Regions from separate parts of the Ovis aries genome. Here region 2 is linked to region 1. Evidence: chromatin contacts called from public Hi-C data. All regions are on one chromosome and are shown on one strand. Each heading gives the region's core, a stretch centred on a gene start, on an enhancer-like site or on the middle of the called end of the contact. The rest is flanking DNA. Distances are from core to core; before and after follow the strand shown.

Evidence for each region. A called contact is a pair of places that touch in the nucleus more often than the background predicts.
Region 2: a contact with region 1 is called in a Hi-C map of liver, with 4 times the contacts expected there. The contact joins the enhancer-like site here to the promoter of RDX in region 1. A contact is called at or near these places in 2 of 16 Hi-C or Micro-C datasets (liver and tail adipose tissue).

What each region holds. Positions count from the first base shown.
Region 1 is chr15:20,032,890-20,036,658 of ARS-UI_Ramb_v3.0, forward strand. RDX (radixin) reads right to left here and starts at 2,145. Exons shown (of 15, transcript XM_015100904.3): 1 at 1,961-2,145.
Region 2 is chr15:20,100,857-20,104,625 of ARS-UI_Ramb_v3.0, forward strand. No RefSeq gene overlaps it. Among named protein-coding and RNA genes, the nearest start is that of FDX1, 30 kb to the right of the region's middle. Within about 2 kb of position 1,830, at least 1 of the 54 cell types and tissues checked has an H3K27ac peak or open chromatin away from gene starts, as enhancers often do. A contact at or near this core is called in liver, where this site is marked.

The sequences.
Region 1 (3,769 bases), core at 895-3,394:
AAGTTGACTCCCATCCTAACTGAAGATTTCAGACTCTACTGTACTAGAAAATTACATTAGATTATATTAGAAGATTCAGATCTGAAATTAAGATAAAATGCATACAGACTTTCATTTCAACCGCCTGCCAAAGATAAAAATGGATAATAAAAGCCAATTCTGCTCCTGGGAATAGAGAAGCAAAAAATCAAGAAATAATCCTTGTTCTCTGATACTACTGAGTGTTAGCAAAAGAGAGAAAGAATAGCAGTCTGTCATTTGTCACCACCACAGGAAAAACATATCAATTTAATTTCCAGTTAATGCAAATGTCCAAAACAAAGGACAGACTAAACATATTTTCCCCATGCTGAAATTAATTTCAGTTCTGAGCCTCTCCTACGCTCTGCCATGCTTGGGAACACAGGAGTGAACAAAACGATGTATAATCCACAAGGGCAAGAATTCAACATTCCTAAATGCCACAAATTTTGTTTCATTTAAATATACTGTAAAGCATTTCAATGAGTATCTATTCATCTCTCACTAAAAAAACATTGTTTATTAAATACCATTATGCACTTTACAAAAGTAATTAAACAAAAGAAACAAAGTGCAATTCATTTTACAGATGAATTATAATCCACTAACTTCAAAAGAAATCTTTTACGTTTTTACCACATTTGCGGTAATTATTAGTCTTTGGAAGATAAAGCACACGTGAAAATAAGGTAGTACTAAAAAAAATGTAAATGCAACCCTGAATATTAGCCTCGCTTCTTAATTCTAATAATGCTGTTATGGTAAACGGATTAAGCCATTATTTATCCAGCAAATGAACGGGGCAATTGTTCATTCAGAGCTCCATCCGAAATATAAAAGAGTATTTAGTGCTCTAAAAAAAATGTATGCTCAGTAAACAATAGATTGCAATGCCTATTTTCGAGCGCTCGTTTATCAAACAAATGCTTACTATCTTAGGTATTTACATTTACATCATGCTTGTCTATTGCCACAGAACTCATTAACATTTCGACAAAAATCTCAAGTAGATAGATTTTAAAACATATCGTTGATGAAGCTGACTTTCAACACATTTCCAGCCTCGTTAATAACCAGTCCTTAATGGTATTTTAAAAAAAGAAAAAAACGCTCAATACATGGTGTGAATAAAGAACCATGCTACATCTGTATAGGATGTGATGCGCTCTATTTAAACTAAAATAATATAGTGTTCCACCCCACCCCACCCCCGCCCCTTTCAAAGTTAGCCTGAGAATTACGTTTACAACCCTTTAAAGGAAGAGGGGGCTGTAATGTACTCAACTTGTCTACTGCGGTCTAAGATCCAAAATCCGAGAAAGTTACGGGGCTCGGGGGGCGCCCGCAACTTCAGCAGCAGCAGGTAGGGCCGGGGCCGGAGCCGCCAGGGCCGCCGCGCGGGTGCGGGGGCCGCTCGCGCCCCGAGCCCCGTCACGCAACCTCCCTTTGCCGCCACGGCGGAACTCACGCTCTCTAGTAATTCAACACCTTTGCTTTCAAATCGGAGACCAGGGAGAAATGGTAATAAATTCCTTTCCTACCACAGCAAAAAATGATAATAATTATGTCATTTTTTTCTACGCTTAAATCTGCATTCTCAAGACTGCCTAGAAGGGACGAGCCAGGCCGAGCCCGGGGCGGCGCCCGAGCGGCGGGAGCCCGACCGAGCCCGGGGCCGACGCGGAGGGCGGACCCGCGCCCGGGGGGCAGCAGCTCGCCGCGGCGTGTTCAGGCCGCGGCCGAGACGCCGGCCAAGCCTCGCGGCGTCCGCGACCGCAGGAGCGGCCTGGCCTGCCGGACCGTTAGGACAAGCGGCGCCGCGGCCCTGGCGGCGAGGCCAGCGGGCAGCACCGGGCGCCGCGACTTCTCGCCGCCACCTCAGCGGCTCCGGCGGAGCCCGGGAGCGGCCGTGGGGGAAGGGAGCGCGCCGGCGGCTTACCTCAGGAGCGGGCGGCTGCTTCCCGCCGCGAGAGTGGCCGGGCGCTGCGCGGCGGCGGCGGGCGTCGCGGCTGCGGCAAGGGGAGAGAGAGAGAGAGAGAGAGAGAGAGAGAGGCGGCGGTGGAGCGAGCGCCGGGACGCCGGAGAGTAGAGGTACCGCCGCCACCGCAGACAGCTCCGCAATATGGCTGCCCGGCGGCTCCTCGGGGGAGAGGCGGGGCTGCCCCGCGCCCCGCGCCCCCCGCCTCCCCCTGCCGGCCGGCCGGCCTCGCGCCGCGGCCCGAGCGCCAACGCCGCTGCGGCGGCCGCCACCCCGCCGCCCGCGCCCCGCCCCGGCCCGGCCCCGCCCAGCCCCTCGGGCTCGCGGCCACTCGCCGGCCCGGGCGTCGCCCGCGGGCAGGGAGGGTCTCCGTCCGGGGCGGGGACGCGCGAGGACCCGGGCGCGGCTCCGGAGTCCCTAGGGAACGGGGCCGAGCGCGGGGGTGGGCCGCTCCTTCCGTGAGGGGGACTGGGCTAGAGTGAAGCCCGATGGCCCGGGAAGCGGAACCGCCCAAACCCAGAGCTGGGAGTGGGCCTGCCGCCTCCCCGCGACCGGTGGAAACTTGAAACTCCCGCTGGTGCCAGAAAATTCAGAGGGCGTTTCCATCGCCCCCAACAAGGCATTCTTTCCCAGGGAATCAACGACCGAGTGGAGCGCGTTACTTGGCTCTTGAAAGCTTGAAAACCCTGGATCGGGAGAGAAAAAAAGGCCTGCCTTAGAGGGATTTATATAGACAATGAAGAACTTTATTTTGGCAGTGTTTACCCAACCAGTAAACTTACTTTTTCAGGGACAATTTTTAGGCCCCACCAAAATCCCAATCGAGAGTGCAAATTTTTATCCGGGCAAGGAAGAAGTCAGTAAAAGAAAATTGATGGAAGTGGGACACCGCAAAGAGCAGCCAAACCTAAATTATCTTTGACTTTGTGAAGTTAGGCATTTGATCATGGTCTGACTAGCCCACTCGTTTTAGTAGTGGTCGGGGCTAGACAGACTTACGGTCATTGTTCTGTCATCTACTCCCATTCCTCTTGTATTTTCTGGGATTCAAAGAGCAAAACTTGCTCTACGTATGGAAATAGCAAGTGCACAAAATCAGAGTAGCCTAGTTTGACCTGCTTTATATAGTTTACTTTTTATTAACAAAGTTTGAAAATGAAAAATTTGCTCAGTCGTGTCCAACTCTTTGCGACCCCATGGACTGTAGCCCGCCGGGCTCCTCTGTCCATGGAATTTTCCAGGCAAGAATACTGGAGGGTAACAATTCCCTTCTCCAGGGGATATTCCTGATCTCAGGATGGAACCAAGGTCTCCTGCATTGCAGGCAGATTCTTAAGGGTCTGAGCCACCAGGGAAACCCATTCAAATACAACCTCACCCAGTGTACTCAACTTTTTTAGAGCAAATAATCGGTATCCTTCTTGCTTTTCTGTTTGTCTTCCCTGAGACTATGGCTTTTTCCGGAAACTCTCCTCTGATCACTTTCATTAAATTTACTCTTAAGCGTGTTTCCACCATTGCCCTTTGAGACCACTTGGAACAATTAAAAGTCTCAAGTTAATTCTAAGGCCTTTAGAGTGCAGAGTCCTCGAAGATGGGAACCAGGTGTGTGCTTTTCTTTAACTATAGGATTACTCCCTGACCTTCTCCCTGGGGTGGAACAATTATCCCGGTGATTTTTCAGACTTCTACAACAAGCTGCATGCATAAAGATAGTCAAACTATTGTGTAAATTCCTAGATAGTACACTAATCAAACATACTTTTGTGA
Region 2 (3,769 bases), core at 580-3,079, 68 kb after region 1:
ACTTTTGCCAATAGAATGCAAGATTCACTGGAGCAGGATTTTGGTCTGTTTGGTTCACTGATATATCCCAAGGATCTAAAATAGTGTCTAGCACACAGTATACACTCAACATATATTTGTCTTATTAATTGTCTTCTGTTACTAGTATTGCTGAAAAGAAGTTGGATGACAGTTTGATAGTCATTCCTTTTCATTTCTTCCCTTTTGGGAAGCTTTTAGGGTTTCTTTCTGTTCTTAGAATTCTAAAATTTTCCTGGTAGCTCAGATGGTAAAGAGTCTGCCTGCGATGTGGGAGACCCAGGTTCAATCCCTGGGTCCTCTGGAGAAGGCAATGGCAACCCACTCCAGCATTCTTGCCTGGAGAATCCCATGGACAGAGGAACCTGGCAGGCTACAGTCCAAAGTTTCCCAAAGAGTCAGACAGCTGAGCGACTAACACTTTTCTGTTCTTGAAGTTCTAAAATTTCACCAGGGTGTCTATATATGTGCTCTTGTTTGTTTTTCCTGCTCAGTAATATGTGGACTTTGTCAGTCTAAAAACTCTTAGTGTAAGGAAATTTATTTCATTATCTTCTTGATTATTTCTTTTTCTCCATAGTTCCTATACATTTTTGAATCACATATCATAAATATTAGCTTTACTAACACTAACTTCCATATGTGTTCATTTTTTTTTCTCATATCTCTGTCTTTTTATTTCCTTTATCTTCCAGGTAACCAACTTGATCTTCTATTGTATCTATATTATTTAGCAATTCCATTGAAATTTTCATTTTTAGTTTCTATGAACTCTTTCAAGTTCTCTGATTATTACTTTTTATCACAAACTGTAATTGTCTTAAGAATGCAATAGGTTATAAATTTCACAGATGATATAATTAACATTGTTATTGCTCTTATTGGAATTGTTTGAAATATTACCTTTCTTAATTGATTAATAAAGAATGTGATTGGTTTGTGTGTATTTTTTTTTTTTAATTCTCTTTAACTGCTTGAGTTACCTTTTCCTCCAACCTCAGTTATCTAATTTATTTTCTGTCTTTCCCTTTTGCATTGTTTTTTTCCTCACAAGTTTGATGTTTCCTGTTGTGCATTTGTATGAATAAATTAAGAACTAAACAAACACCTTAATTTAGTAGAGGTAGCTTGTGTGGGTTTCCTCCTCCTCAATTGTTTAGATTTGTTTTCCTAAGAAGCTCTTGAATAGAATGACTGATAGCTTTTATATTAGTAGGTGGGGTTTGTGGATAGGAAGACTTTTCGGTAGGGTTTCCTGTGGGCAAAAAAACCAAACAAGCAAGTGGGGGTGGGGGCAGTGGAGGGGGTGGGGAGGTGGGGGCAGTGGAGGGGGTGGGGGAGGTGGGGGCCAGAATTGAAGGGGTGGGGGGAAACAGAAGTTTTCAGCTGGAATGGGTGGAGATGCATTTTAAGAGTGATTTTGGCTATCCACTCCAATATTCGTGCCTGGACAATTCCATGGACAGAGGAGCCTATGGGCTATAGTCCATGGTGTTGCAAAGTGTTGGACACGACTGACCGACTAACACACTTGCACACGCACTGCTGCTGCTCCTGCTGCTGCTGTTGCTAAGTCGAGTCAATCGTGTCCAACTCTGTGCGACCTCATAGACGACAGCCCACCAGGCTCCTCTGTCCCTGAGATTCTCCAGGCAAGAATACTGGAGTGGGTTGCCATTTCCTTCTCCATTCACATGCACTAAGTACAACAAACTCTGAGTTTATTGTAGATATCCAGAAAAATCCTGACCTGAGCTGACAGCTTGCTTCCTAAAGGGCAGTGTGTCTGGCTTTTGGCCCGAGGGCAAAAGTCTCAGCTGCCAAGCTTTGTTTGCGCAGGTCAAGGAAAGGGGCCTAGCTGTCCCTAGGCACTCAGTCTAGTTCTCTGATGAGGCCACTTATCATTGCCCCACAGCTCATCATTGTATAGCTTGCTGAGTGTGAGCTCCCTTCCAGGGCCTCCTTAGGGAAACATGTTCATTTCCCGTGTCCTGGCCTGCAGTTTGCCATATACTTTCTCTCAGTCCATCCATCTGCTTTCTGTCTTTCACAGATTTCTCAAAACTTCCGTTCTGATGATGATACTGTTTCTCGTTTCCTATTCCTGTTTTTATCTCATTCTCTTTAAAGACTTTTTCTGCCACTTTGATGGGACTACGGGTGGTAGTAGAAGTAAATGCATGTGCGTAATCCACCATGTTGTGTGTGTGTATGTGCGTACGGATTAACATGCGTCTCAAAAGCAAATGTAGTAGTATATCCAGTTAATCCTTTGAGGGGAGATGGAGTCCTAGAAATGAACAGACTGTAATCTCTGAATTCCTTAGTTGAGTCAAGTGTTTGATCCAGTTAATGCTTATTAAAAACACTTTATGCTGAATAATGTGCCAGAAATTGCAGTTATGAAGTCTGAAAATAAAAAATTTAAAGTGATATTTAGAATTATTTTGCAAGATTATTTGTATTCCCAAAGGAATATTTGGTCATTGTTGCTTTTCCAGTCCCCTTACCTCTGAATTTAGACTTGACTTCCCCAACTCCCAAATAGTAAATTTACTCCCAAATAGCAAATTTGAGGGACTACTTGCTGGGATTGTTTTAAGCACAATTTGGTAAGAATTGTTGTTCAACTCATATCTTCTGGCCTATCAATATAATTTGGATTTTCTTGATTCAGACTTCTTGTTTTAGAAATTTCTTCTGTGTAAGGACAAAATGGAGAAGGCAATGGCACCCCACTCCAGTACTCTTGCCTGGAAAATCCCATGGATGGAGTCGCCTGGAAGGGTGCAGTCCATGGGGTCGCTGAGGGTTGGACACAACTGAGCGACTTCACTTTCACTTTTCACTTTCCTGCACTGGAGAAGGAAATGGCAACCCACTCCAGTGTTCTTGCCTGGAGAATCCCAGGGACGGGGGAGCCTGGTGGGCTGCCATCTCTGGGGTCGCACAGAGTCGGACACGACTGAAGTGACTTAGCAGCAGCAGCAGCAAGGACAAAATATTAAGACTAAGACAATCAAAAAAATTTTTATTATAAAAAGCAGAGTTACAACTCTGAAATGAGAAATATGCTTAACACTAATAAATCTGTCAAATCTTGGCTCTACCATCACCCTGGGCATCAACCTTGCACCCTGGGCAAATGATTTAAACTAAGCCTCACTTTTTTGAACTTGAAAATGACCATAACAAAAAGCATTTACCTCAGAGGCTACCTCATAGGTTATGAAAATTAAGATAATGTACATAAATCCCTTAGTACAATCCCTGACTCATTAAGTGTTAGCAATCATTATTAACATCTACAAATAATTCAAATCTATATTACAGAACAGTTCTGGAATAAACATCCAACTTCTTCTTAAGATATTCATAAAATATAGGAAATACTTACTTCCTCATTCCGTCTATAGGCATTTTTTGGCAATAAAACATAAATAACATAAAACTGACCATTTCAACCATTTTTAATTGTGAAGTTCAGTGCTTTAAGTATATTCACATTATTGTGTAACCATCACCACCATCCATCTCTAGAACTCTTTTCACCTTGAAAAATAGGAACTCTGTACCCATTAAACAATAATTCCCTACTTTTCCCTTCTCCCAGGGCCTAGTAACCATCATTCTACATTCTGTCTCTATGAATTTGACTACTCTGGACACCTCAAATAAGCTGATTTGTACAATATTTGTCCTCTTGTGATTGGCTTTCTTCACTCAGCATAATGTATTCAAGGGTCAGGGT